Linked DNA regions of Oryctolagus cuniculus: region 1 is linked to region 2. Evidence: chromatin contacts called from public Hi-C data. All regions are on one chromosome and are shown on one strand. Each heading gives the region's core, a stretch centred on a gene start, on an enhancer-like site or on the middle of the called end of the contact. The rest is flanking DNA. Distances are from core to core; before and after follow the strand shown. Region 1 overlaps BCL11A (BCL11 transcription factor A). Region 2 holds the start of BCL11A (BCL11 transcription factor A).

Evidence for each region. A called contact is a pair of places that touch in the nucleus more often than the background predicts.
Region 1: a Hi-C map of an unstated tissue shows a contact between it and region 2, with 2.4 times the contacts expected there. The contact joins the enhancer-like site here to the promoter of BCL11A in region 2. A contact is called at or near these places in 3 of 6 Hi-C or Micro-C datasets (ear pinna, liver and an unstated tissue).

Annotation. Positions count from the first base shown.
Region 1 is chr2:142,179,025-142,185,474 of mOryCun1.1, reverse strand. All of the region lies in intron 2 of BCL11A (BCL11 transcription factor A), which reads right to left. Among named protein-coding and RNA genes, the nearest start is that of BCL11A, 69 kb to the right of the region's middle. Within about 2 kb of position 2,859, at least 1 of the 8 cell types and tissues checked has an H3K27ac peak or open chromatin away from gene starts, as enhancers often do.
Region 2 is chr2:142,109,612-142,115,887 of mOryCun1.1, reverse strand. It overlaps BCL11A (BCL11 transcription factor A), which reads right to left and starts at 2,296. Exons shown (of 4, transcript XM_051838573.2): 1 at 2,105-2,296. The coding sequence starts at 2,159.

The sequences.
Region 1 (6,450 bases), core at 1,610-4,109, 69 kb before region 2:
CCCTCCCTTCCACCAACCGTTGTTTGATTTATGGAGAGGAGGAAAGAAATCTGAAGTTGACAGGTTGGGACAACTCCACTCAGCTTTCTCACTCAAAAGCTGCTTTTGTTAAATCATACTTTGCATTTAAGGCCTGCGGCTCTTGGCCGATTCTGGCAGCTGCTCCAGCACAGAGCAGGCTGTGGACTTCCCCGGGCCCAAGCCCCACTGGGATGACTGCTCCCTCTGCACCAAAGGTGGCCAGGGCTGGGGCCAGTAAGGCCACAAAGGACATGCGTGCCCCTGGCTCTCCATGCAACCCGTGTGCATCTACCACAGTTCCCCAGCTGAAGTTCAGGCCCTCTGAGCCTTAGGAGAACTCAGATTGCCTAGCACCGTGTTAGACAAACAAGAGCCCGTCAATAAAAACTCACAAGTCAAGGGCTGTGCAGTGGACTTTTCTTCCTGTTGGAGAGCTGTGCCGAATGACCTACTGGAAGGACAGGGCCATGGAGCCAGCGGTGCCCAGGGAAAACCTTCCCTTTCCCAAGTCATCCAGGTCTGCCTGGTAAATGATTCACTAACCAAGGAGCCTCTGGGTCAGCCTTGAACCAGATGATTACAGCCTCTTGGAAGTGGCTGCTGGTCCACGGTTCACTGTACTATTTTGGCAATCTGTAATTGTATATTTACTCAATGGTTGTTATAGACAATCAGGTTAATCATTCACTTTCCAAATGCTGTGCAATTACTGTTAGAAGAGCTACAATGGATGTCAGATTTCCTTAAGTCTTCTGATGAATTGTTACAATTACTAGTCGGGGTCCCGTTCCTCTTCCCCTCTTGACTTTTTAAGCAATCATTCCTTTTCCTTTATTCTCATCCCCCACCTGCACCCCCAGCTTTCTACTCCGAAAGAAAGAACATTGTGACGACCATTCATTCATATAATGGTTTGCTCCATTCGAAGGGCATTATAATCAGGCCAGGACTCTGGGCATGGAAGGTGCAGTCAAAGTTGGCTGGATGCCCCTGTCTGCCTCAGCTGCAGGGGGAGCACTTGCAGCAACCTACACCTGGTAGTCCAAGTTGCACCAGATCCCAGCTGAGCCACAGCCCAGATAAGAAGGAATGCAAAGCCCCCACATGCTCTGGGAGGCTGGGGGATCCCAGCCAAATGACCTGCAGGGGTCCTGGAGTGGGAAACCATGGCCATGGACTTGCAGGACCTCCACCCCTACACACACACCAGCACGGCTCTGCATGGGATATGCTGCAAGATGTGGGAAGAGAAACAAATACAGAAAAAGCAAAGACATTCAGAACTCGGGGCCTCACTTATGTCTCCCAAGAGTTAAACCGAGTCCTTCACGCCTCTGTTTTGTGGTTTTCACACGCTACACTTCACCCACCACAAGCATATAAACATGCTCTCAAGGATCAAAGTAATTTCAACATCCCCCCACCCCCAATAAGGCAGTGTGATCAACTGACCCAGGTCACCACGGGCTGCAAGTGAGTCCCCCAGGCACCAGTTGGAGGAGTCTCTAAGAAAGGACAGTGAAGAAGTGGGGACAAGGCTAATTGTGGCTGGCCCCTAGCTAAGAGCAACTGTGGCAGGGACACTGTTTCTTCTCCATTTTGATGCATTATGAGTATTTTAAAGTTTCCTGGGGAGCCAGTGTTGTGCCACAGTGAGTTAAGCCGCCACATGCAATGCTGGTATACCATATCGGGGCACTGGTTTGAGTCCTGGCTGCTGAGCTTCTGATCCAGATCCCTGTGCACGCACCAGGGAAGGCAGTGGAGGATGGCCTAAGTATTTGGACCCATGCCACCCACCCACGTGGAAGGCACTGATGGAGATCTAGGCTCCTGGCTTCAGCCTGGCCCAGCTGTTGTGGTCATTTGGGAAGTGAACTAGCAGATGGAAGATTCTCATTCTCATCTCTCTCTCTCCTGTAGCTTCCGCACACACAACCCAGAGCCCTGCCATCTCCAATACCTTTTTATAGATGAGATTACTTTTCTTTAAAAAGTTTTTTTGATCTTATGTATTGGAAAGGTAGAGGGACAGAGCCAGCCAGCCAGAGATCTCCCATCCGTTGATTCACTCCTCAAATCCCCACCAGCTGGGCCAGGCTGAAGCCAGGAGACAGGAACTCCATCCAGGGTTCCCACATGGGTGGCAGGAACCCAGCTACTGGAGCCATCATCACCTGCTATCTCCCAGGGAGTGCGTTAGCAAGACGCTGGAATAAGGAGTGGAGCTCTACCTCAAACCCAAGCACACCGATACAGGGGATGCAGGGGTTCCAGGTAGCTTTTTAACTGTTGCACCAAAAGCCCAGACACTGAATACCTCTTATATCCTCGTGGGACAGACAGTCTTTGGACTAGCACAGTGTCCAGGACTGGTAAGAGCCCTGCCCGCCCTCTGAGAAAACCCTCCTCATCAGGTGGTCCTACAGGCATTCTCACACTCGTGAACCCTATCTAGATACGGAGACCTTAGAACCTCTGCCTGGTTCTCATCCAGAGTCAAAAAAAAAAAAAAAAAAAAGATGGGGATGGACGTCTGTCACTTTCAGAGGTGGCATTCAGCTCCTCAGAGAGACAGATCTCTTAAACTGGAGCTTTTCTATGAGTTTAGTACATTTGGGACCATTCTATCTGGGAGCCGAGTTTGGCTGGAAATTTCTGGGTTGTTTTTCAGGTTGTGGTTTCTTTTCCTCCATGCAAAAAGAAACTGGAGCTGAATTTCTGTTTCCTGTTCGTGGAGCGGACAGAAGGAGGGTGTGCAGTGGAGGTGGTGTGTGGGGAGGAGGCTGAGAGATGGAGCAGAGCCGAGAATATCCGGAACTGGAGAAAAGTGAGAAACGGAGCTTTTTCTTGGCTTCCAAACAGTTGTAATTTCTACTGCCATTGCTTAGTTCCTGGGCACCAGGCTCGGAGAGTGGGAAAGGGGCATGTGACAACTTCACCACAAATCAGGATTTGGCATTTACATGCACAGGAAGCAAGAAGAATAGAGGGACTGCTTATTTATAGACTTGCAGATGAATTGAATGAGATAACCAAAATGCACTTCTCGTGTATCTGAAGGAGCAATTCCATTTTCAGAGTTGGAAAGTTCCCCATAATTGAGTATCGCCCGACCCCAGCAGCATACTGCATCCCAAGGTTAAGACGAGCTTCCTAAAAGCAGGCCGAAGGCTGCGGCTTCAGCTGTAGCTCAGAAATTCTACTTTGAAGGACAGGTTGGGACTACACTACATTTAACTGGATTCAGTTCATCTGATTATACAGTGCCTTGCTTTCTGGAATATGTAATCATCTCTTTCTGATGACATTTTAAATATCCAACTAGACAAATAATTGCAGCAATAATTGATAGCAGAGTCAGGCTGGAAGATCATTGATTGGCAGAGTCCCCACCGAAACAAATCTTCTTTCTTTCAAACATTACAGGAATGATGCTTAAATCTAACTTTTGCTGATAAATGCTCAGAATCTGATTTACTGATAAAGGCACCGCAAGGAAACCTGCAGCTCACCCTGTGATTACTTTGTGAGATGTTTGAGAAGAATCAGGCAGCGTGATTTATATTATTTTATTTCCCATGAATAATTGCCAGGATAGTGCGGGGAGCTCAGAGAGAATCAATACAGGCAAGAGTATGCTGCTGCTTCGTGAACAAGACCGGCCGGCCGGCCTTCAGGGTGCCCAGCACTGACCCCTCTAACTCGTACGTGGGGGCAGAGAGGTGGTCTTCCCAGAGGGAACACCCAGAAAAGATGACAGGGAAACGATGGCTCCACACAGGCCTTCAAGCATTGCTTTAATCAATCCCCTGAAGCAGGACTCAAAACCCCCTGCCCTGTGCAGACAGCGTGGGCCAGGGTCAGGAGGCCTAAGTCCAGGCAAGTCCAGGTGACCTCAGGCTGGCCCAGGGTACTGCTGCAGTTCCCTTAGTCCCGTCTGTCCCTCCCTCCAAGGAAAGACCCAGCGAGGTGGATGTCTCCGCTGCGTGCTTTGATTGTAACACTGGAGTTGGGGCCCTGCGTTGGACAATTCAGGCCCCGTGGAACGCTGCAGTGGTCAGAAATAACTCACAGAGGACGCTCGTCTCCAGGAAACACGGGATGAATGAGCTGGCGTATTAGCAGCGAGAGTACAGTCAGGAAAGCCTCAAAGAGAAGGTTCCGAACGCTTCGGCCGGCAACGAAGGAGGCATTCGGGGATGCGCTCTGAGCCCCTTGCCCGAGCACTGCCGTGAGGGCTTTTTTCGTTCTCTCTCCTATTTCCTTTTCTTCTTGTTCCTCTTTCTTTTTCTTTCTGGGTTGCTTCCCCTCCACCCCTCCCACCCCCTTGAAACTGAACCCTCACGAGCGCGCTGGTGGCACGGCTGCTGCTCGGAGCCAGAAGCTTGTTACACGTGACGAGGATCTGCACGGTGACACTGCCCGCGTGCGAGGGGCTTGTCGAACAGCAGAGCGCCTCCATTAATTAGAAGGCCCTCGGATTTGCTGCAAACGCAGGTCACTATCGACAGCTCATGCTTTCGGTGTCTCGCCTGTGACAGTTGTCAAGGCGCCCTTCCAGGAGCTGGCAGGGTTGTCCAGACTGCGACAGTGTCAGCGGAGCCAGTCACCGCGGCCGCTGCGCGGGAAGTCACAGCAAGGTCCGTCCGCTTCTCCCCGGCCAAGAGGCCTGATGAAATCTGCACTCCCGTTCCGCTAGGGACAGCTCAAGTTTCTCTCTTCCCCTGTTCTTCTCCTTCCCACCTCTCCTTCCATCCTCTCCTCCCAGCTCCCACCTTCCCTCCTCCAGCCCCCAGGGGCCGGGGCTACTGGAAACCAGAAAGGGAAGTGAGTTCCACAGATACAGCAGGTTGCCTGGTATTGAAATAGCAGTGAGGGTGGAACAGAAACTCCCTCCCCCACTCCTCTTAAAAAATATTTCCTATTATTTTGTGCCGGTCAGCAGTTGCACCTGGTGAGCTGAGGTCAAGTCTATACTTCCAGCATGGTGCACTTGTTTTTCTTAAGTGAAGGCGTACATTGGTGGGGGGGGGGGGGGGGGGAGCACAGGGGTCTGAGGTTTCCAGCCCTCACCACCACTGCAACATCTCCACGTGCTAGGAATTCTCACCTGGGAACAGGTCGTCATGGGACATTTGCTCTGGGGTGGGGTGCTGTGTGTCCAGGACCATGGGGTACTCGTGTGCTCTATATTTCATCTGGTTCAAGCCAAAAAAGAAATCCCGTGCTGCACTTGCCTAGGACTTGACCAAGAGCAAGATAGACTAATATTTAAATCAAAATAGGAACTATGAAAACTACTTGCTGGGGCCGGAGCTGTAGCGCGAGTAAAGCTGCCACCTGCGGTGCCAGAATCCCATATGGGCACTGGTTCTAGTCCCGGCTGCTCCACTTCCAATCCAGCTCTCTGCTGTGGCCTGGGATAGCAGCAGAAGATGGCCCAAGTCCTTGGGCCCTTCATCCACGTAGGAGATCTGGAAGAAGCTTCTGGCTCCTGGCTTTGGATCCACGCAGCTCCGGCCGTTGCAGCCATATGGGGAGTGAACCAGCGGATCGAAGACCTCTCTCTCTCTCCCTCTCGTTGCCTCTCCTTCTCTCTGTAACTGTGACTTTCAAGTAAAATAAAATAAATCTTAAAAAAAAAAAAAAAAGAAAAGAAAACTACTTGCCATCGCCACCACCGAGGCATGGCCCGGGGAGAACAAACTGTCCCTTGCAACCACAGTTCCAAGCTGACTCATCTCATCACAGGCCAGAACCCAATTCCCTAAGCAGGCCCCTTTTTCCTTGAGGTCCCTGCAAACAAGAGAGTGGGCAGAAGGTAATGGCAGTCTGGCCTTACAGTTGCTAGCTTACGACATGCAACAGGATGGGGTTGGGTAGATGTCATAAGCCAGACCATGCATGCACACAAACCCAGAATGCACTATGACGCAGCGTGAAACAAGAGGACTCCAGAGAGGCCCGAGCCTCCTTGCTGCTATGAGCCTGGTCAGCTGCTTCCAGAAAGCAGGCCCAGGAAAGTCTTCTAGGCTGAGGGGAAAACAGGATTGCACGAGCCAGATCTCCAAATCTTTTAGGTCCTGTGTGTAAAGGAAAAATAAACCTAGATCTGAAAAATAACATGAAATGTGGCAAAACCCAATCAAGTCATTTAAGAAAAACCCTCCATGCCACGTCACAAAGCTACCGACTCCTAGGTTCCTCAGAAGCTGCCCCAGCAACCTAGATATGGGAAACAATGCTTGCTATTCTGGGTGAGAAGTTAAGCGCCTTTCACTGGGACCGGCAGGCATAGGCTATAAATACCAGCAATGCCCCCTGTGAACAATGGGCTGAGCTCATCCCAGAAGGACAGGGTTTCCCTAAGGTTACACTGCAATTCCAGGCCCCTCAGATCGATCCTTCACCAAGTAGGTGGCTTTG
Region 2 (6,276 bases), core at 1,047-3,546:
GAAAAATTCGCTCCTCTGTGCCCACCCTCCCCCTTTAAAAAAAGAAATACAGAATTGAGTATAGGTGGTCCTTAAAAATTGCATCAAAAACTAGAATAAGAGTCATGAATGGGGGGGGGGGGGGGAGGGTCGATGCGGGCCCTCTCACGCCTTTCTCTCCCTGGAGAACAAACTTTCCCAAGTGCCCACCGCTCGCCATTCCAGGCGCGCTCGTCCGGACAGCCACTGCAGCCACCACCCCTTATATAGACTCTCAAGGACCTCTGACCGAGCCAGGCCCAGGGTAAAGGACAAGAATACTGGAGTGGGGTGCGTGGGGTGTCAGGAACCAGCGCTCCCAAAATGCATACACACTTCTCTGCGTGCCCCCCACACACCCTTACCTGGCCTGGCCGCAGTCTGAAGCTGTGGGCAGCTGGCGGGGGGGGTGGGGGGGAGCACGTGGTGACCTCCTCGCCGTCCAGAGCCGTGGACAAGAGGAGTCTGAGAGTACCCTGGGCCGAGGGGAGGGGGCGCGAACGTGCTTCTACAGCTGCTTTGCAAAATAAAAAAAAAAAAAAATGCTTTCCAAAGCCGAGTTCCACCCAGCAGATCTCCCAGCCTGCGAGGTTGGGATGGAGCCCTGGGCATTGTGCTGGGGCGGACTCAGACCGCGGGCCAGGCTGGCGCGGGAGTCGCAGCGCGGCCTGCTGCTGTGCCCCGCGGGTGGGCGGCGGGCGCCCGGTGGGCGATCCCGGGCTGGGCTGGGCGCGGCGAGGTCGGGCAAGGCCCGGGCGAGGCCGGGCCGCCGCGGCCGCCTGCTCCGGGGCTGCCGCGCCGCGCTCGGTCCTCTGTCTGTTTGTTGGCAGGAGGCTCCCGCACACGCGGTGCTTGTAAACATTCAGACACGAGATTTTTCCCAATCAAAATCCACTTCCACTTTTTTTGAAAATCTTCCAAAAAATAGTAAGAGGAGGGAGTTCCTCGCTCCCTCTCTGCGCCGCTGGCGCTCTAAGTTTGCAACTGAGAGGGTTTGGGGAAGGGGGTGTTTTTTTCCCTCAATCAGAGATTGCAAGATTTTTTGGGGGGGAGTCAAAGAGGAAAGCGTTGCAGGAGGACTGGCTGAGCGTCTGGCATCTATTTGGGGGCAAGAAACTACATTCTCTTTCCTTGTTTCTTTTTTTTTTTTTTTCTATTTTTTCTTTATTTTGTTTGTTTATTTTGCACGCCGCCTCGCTGCCTCTGGGGTTCGGCGGGGAGGGGCGGGCAGTGGCCACCCGGGCGGCGGTGGCCCGGGCTCGCTCTCTCCAGCTCCCGCGTGCCCCTGGCCGCCTCCTCCCCTGGCCCTTGCTCCTGCCCTTCGCCGGCGGCGGCGGCGCAGGAGGGCCAGCTCGAGGAGCCGGCACAAAAGGCAAGCGGGACAAACACCCACCTCAGGCCGGAACAAAAGGCGGCAGCGCCGGCCGCCTCCCCCGTGCTTCCCGGTCACCCCGTTCTCCCCGCGGCCGCGGCCCCTCTCCCGACTCGGCAGACTCTGGAGCTCCGGAGGCCCTTCGCTCAGTCCCACTTTCTCACTATTGTGGGGATGACTACTTTGCTCCCCGTGCACACTCGCCAGTGAGCGCGCCGGTGTGCAAGGGCCAGTCGCACTTCTCTCCCCAGGAATTGTTTGTGAGACTTGAACTCACTCGGACCCCTCCATTTTCCTGCGGCGAGTGGAAGCAACCCCCCTTTCCCCCCCCAGCTTCCACCTCCAGGTTTGCATATGAGTTGTCCGCATCCTTAGCATTGTTCATTATTTTTGCAAAACTGGGGAGTGGGGGGATCATTTCATTCCCTTTCGAAAAGAAATAAAGCGGCGGAAAGGAGGAGGAGTCCAATTTTTGTAAAATTAAATAAAATGTAAAAGGTATGTGCTACCTCAAAAGTGCACACACAGCTCTGTTTCGAGATCGGATGAGGGGTCCCCCCCCTTTTAATCTCTTTTACTCGACTCTCAGAGGTTTTTCTCGTGAAAAATTTAAAAATGCATGCACACACCCCTCTCTCCCCCTTGCTCTTGCTCCTCGTCCTGCGCACTCTCGTGATTATTAATAATTATTAATACTATTATTGGGTTACTTACGCGAGAATTCCCGTTTGCTTAAGTGCTGGGGTTTGCCTTGCTTGCGGCGAGACATGGTGAGCTGCGGGGCGGGCGGGCGGCGGCGGCGGCGGCGGCGGCGGCGGCGGGCGGACGACGGCTCGGTTCACATCGGGAGAGCCGGGTTAGAAAGAAGGAGACTCCAGAGAAAATATCTTCATCAGTGCCTTTTGACATCCAAAATAAATTAGAAATAATACAAAGATGGCGCAGGGAAGATGAATTGTGGGAGAGCCGTCATGGCTTTTTTTTTTTTAAAGCAAAAAAAAAAAAAAGAGAGAGAGAGAGAGAGAAGAGAGATAGAGGGAGAGAGAGAGAGAGATGAAAAAAATGGCAAAAGCCCCCCTGAGCTGCAAGTTCAAGTGCGGACGTGACGTCCCTGCGAACTTGAACGTCAGGAGTCTGGATGGACAGAGACACACAAAACATGGGCAGGGCGAGCAGGAGAGAAGGGGAGGAGGGAAGGGGAAGCTCACACCAATGGACACACATCAGGGGCTGGACATGAAAAAGAGACCAGGACAAGCCAATGGCCAGTGCGGGGCGGGGGAGGTGCGGGGCGGGGGGCTCTGCAGACGCCAGACGCGGCCCCTGGGGGAGGGGCGGGCAGAGGGGAGGGGGCTTTGGGGCCGCTGGCTCACCAGTGGCCACAGCGAGCGCCGCGGCGGTGGCGTGGCGGGGAGAGAAGAAAGGGGCGGCGGGGGTGGGAGGGAGGAGTAGGGGGGAGCAAGACGTGCGCCCTGCTCCCCCCCATACGCGGATCCCAAAAGAAAGATTATTTTTAAAAGAAAGAAAGAAAAAATAATAAAAGGAGTGCACCAGGAGGCTGCAGCCCGGGGCCGGGGAAGCGCGGGCGGAGGGAAGCCAGGTAGAGTTGCTCTCGGACACCCTCCTCCGTGCGCACACCCACTTCCCCTCCCCGCCGCCGCGCTCGCGCCCCGCGTGCAGACGCCCGGGGCCCCAGTGAAAGCCCCGAGCCCGCGGCTGCGCTCAGGAAACTTTGCCGAAGGAGAAGCTAGCAGAGAAAAATCACCCGAAGTTGAGAGCTGAGCCTCCAAGTTGGAGCTCCGCAGCGGGCGAGGGGAGACAAGAGGGAGCGCGCGGCGAGGCGTGATCCAGCCCAAGTTTAGAGGGTTGAGGGTCCGGAAGGGCAGCGCCCGGGCCTCCCTGGAGCCAGAGCAACCTAGAGAGAGGGAGCTGGGATGAGGGAGGCGGCGCAGGCCCGGGCCCGAGGGCCGAGAGGGCGCCCCCAAAGCCGAGCCTGGGATCAGGGATCTAAGCGCCCCAACAAGCGGCGGAGTCTGAATGTAACTGGAAGCACCGGGTCCCAGGCTTCCCCAGGGTCGCCGAAAGACAGAGAGAGAGGTCGAGGAATAAAGAACGCGGAGCCGGAGTCAGGGCTCGATCCAGCCCCGAGAGGGGGGCGCCGGGGGCTGGGGCGAGGGAGGCGCCTAGAGGTCCACCTCTCCGAGCGGCCGAGGGCCGAAGGACAAAGCGCGGGCAGTCCCGGGAGTCCCGGCCCCTGGGAAGCTGTTCCTGGGGCCGCAGGAGGTCCCCGACTCGGGTCCCGGGGAGGGACACACCCCCCTCCCACTCCAGAGCAACCGCGAACGCACAGAAGGGCGGAAAGAAAATGTTTCCTACGGGCAGAGCCCAACTGTTCCTGCGCTGTTACCCGGGGAAGGAAAAAATGGGGAAAGGAAAGCGAGCGGCCGGCTCCGCAGGAGCAGAGCGGAGGCCACGGCGGTGAGCTGACCGCCCCGGGGTCAGTGCCGGCGGCCGGGGCGCACAGCCCGCAGCCCGCAGCCCCCTCTCGCCCGTCTGTCCAGGTTCCCTGGAAATTAGGGGAAGACCTGTTGGAAATAAACCCCTGTCTCTTTAATGCACACAAGCACACACGCGCGCGCTGCCGCTGTCAAAAAGCGGGCTTCACTCTGGCGTGGGATACTTTCAGTTTTACGTAAAATGTACAGCAACAGCACCCCCTGCGATTGGAAAGTTTATTCAGAAACGTGCCTGCAAAGTCCCCGGGCGGCTCCCGCCTCCCAGCCTCCCCGCCTGCCTGCGCCACCCTGCCGCCGACGCCGCCGCCGCCGCCGGGGAGACTGCGCTGCCATCCCGAGCGGGAAGGGCCGGGTGCGGGGGGCGGACGTGCACCCGGGGCTGCGCGCTGCACTCAGGGCGCTGGGTGAGCCTGCCCGACCGCCAGTCGCCGCGCTGCAGGTGGACGTGCGTGAGTGTGGATCTGCGAGCCCGAGCCGCGCTCCCCTCTCGCGGCTGCACGGCCCCTTCGCGGGCCAAGGGGCGCGGTGTCCGCAAATTTCATCCGCCCGCCCGGGGCGGGGGGTGCCTCATTGTTTTAAGCCAGGGCCCCGGGCGTGCGCGCGCTCACCCACCGCCCAGCCCCGCCGGCCAGCGGCTGTTTAGCCCGGGGTCGTCTCAGCAAAGTTTCAGACCCATTCGAAAATGAGTGGCTGGCTCGCTCGCTCGGCGCAGCTTCGGGCCCCTCAGCAAGGCAGGGAGGGCTTAGATGCTCAACGTCGGGAGAGGGGCGGGCTGGCCTGGGTTCGTGGAAATGGGTCTGTTGTGGTTGTAATGGTCTCCCCCCTCCCAAGCCCCCTGCCCCGTTAAAGGGGGGGTGAGAAGCTCAAATTCTGTTTGGGAGCCAGGAAGATTCCCTTGCAGTTGAGCGCTGTAGCGTGTGCGTGACACCATTTCCCCTTTTCATCGAGTTCCTCGGAGCAGGTCAGCGCTCCGCCACCGCGGTCTGGTTTTTGTCGTGTTCAACCAGCCTCGGAGCCACCAACTGAATGAGTGTCCCCGCGGGGGAGGGGCGGGGCGGGTCGGCGGGGGTGGAGGGGGGGCTCTGAGGGAAGGTGAGGAGAGGGAGGAAGACAGTGCGACCGGGAGGAGGCCTTGGAGAATAAATAATGAAATCAAGGCTCCTGCAGGTAACAATAGTGAGCCGGATCCTCTCGGAACCGGGCTTTGCGGGTTTCAGGAGTGTCCCCATCCATCCGCAGCCGTCCACGGACGGGGAAGAAATCTAAGTGGACGACTTGGGTTGTGGAAATAAATACTAGATGCGCATGATTTATATAGAATGGCGTGTATAAAGCTTTTCAGGGTTGCCTGTAGTGTAAAAGGTAATGACTTTATTGCCTCTGAAAGGTTCTGTGGTTCACATTTAACAGTCTTCTGAATTACAATTCATTACACAATTGTGTGCTCTCTAAAACCGGCACCCTATCAGGGCCGCTATCTGTGGTTATTTCCAATAAATAACTGGCAACATTTTATTGATTTTCTTTTTAAAAAAATCATAGGAAATTAAGCACTTAGTTACAAGTAGGTCTGCTATGTTACTGCACTTGTTTCAGATTCCAGGGGGGGTTCCTTCCGAAACCACATCTTAAAACATACATTAAAAAGCCAGTTTTGCAGCTGCTTTCCCTGGGTGCCCATGCAGAGGGAAGCAGCATTAACATATATTTAATTTCGCCATCATAAAATGCCCAGGGTGGAATGGGAACTGCCCTCCACACCTGCCCCTCCCCCAGCCAGATTTCACCCAGACCTGGAACCCGGGGCATCGGCATTCGAGCACGGACCCTCCCTGGTCCCCACGCCCTTGCCCATCGGGAAGCCCCCTCCCTCATCGCCGCGGGATGCTCTCAGAAGAGCCCACGTGGGGGAGGGGAGATCTGTGTGTGTGTGTGTGTGTGTGTGTGTAAAGAAAATTTCTTAAAAAGTGTTGTTCTAGGAGATTTGAAAATATTACCTAAGTATTGATTAATGATGCAGGTGGTTTTGTGGACGGGGTGAAAGGTCACTGGAAACGCGTACACTTGGCTACACAATAAGTATATTTACCTTTCCAGAAGTGGCTTTTAGAAAGTCATAAATTATGACCACGTCGAAATGATTTTGTGGCCATGCAGTTAACTTCGTTTGGGGGCTGTGCACCCTTGGCTGCTTCTACGGGGAAGGGCGAGGACGCTCGGGGCTCCTTCCCGAAGCTTTGGTGACCACACCGAGAGCAAGCTGCAGGCCAGCCGACGCCCCCTGCCCTCCCCGCCTCGCCTCTTTATCTTACCCGCTGAGGAGCCTCCCCAGGACTTCCTGCTGTATATAATGCGCCTCTGATCTCCGTA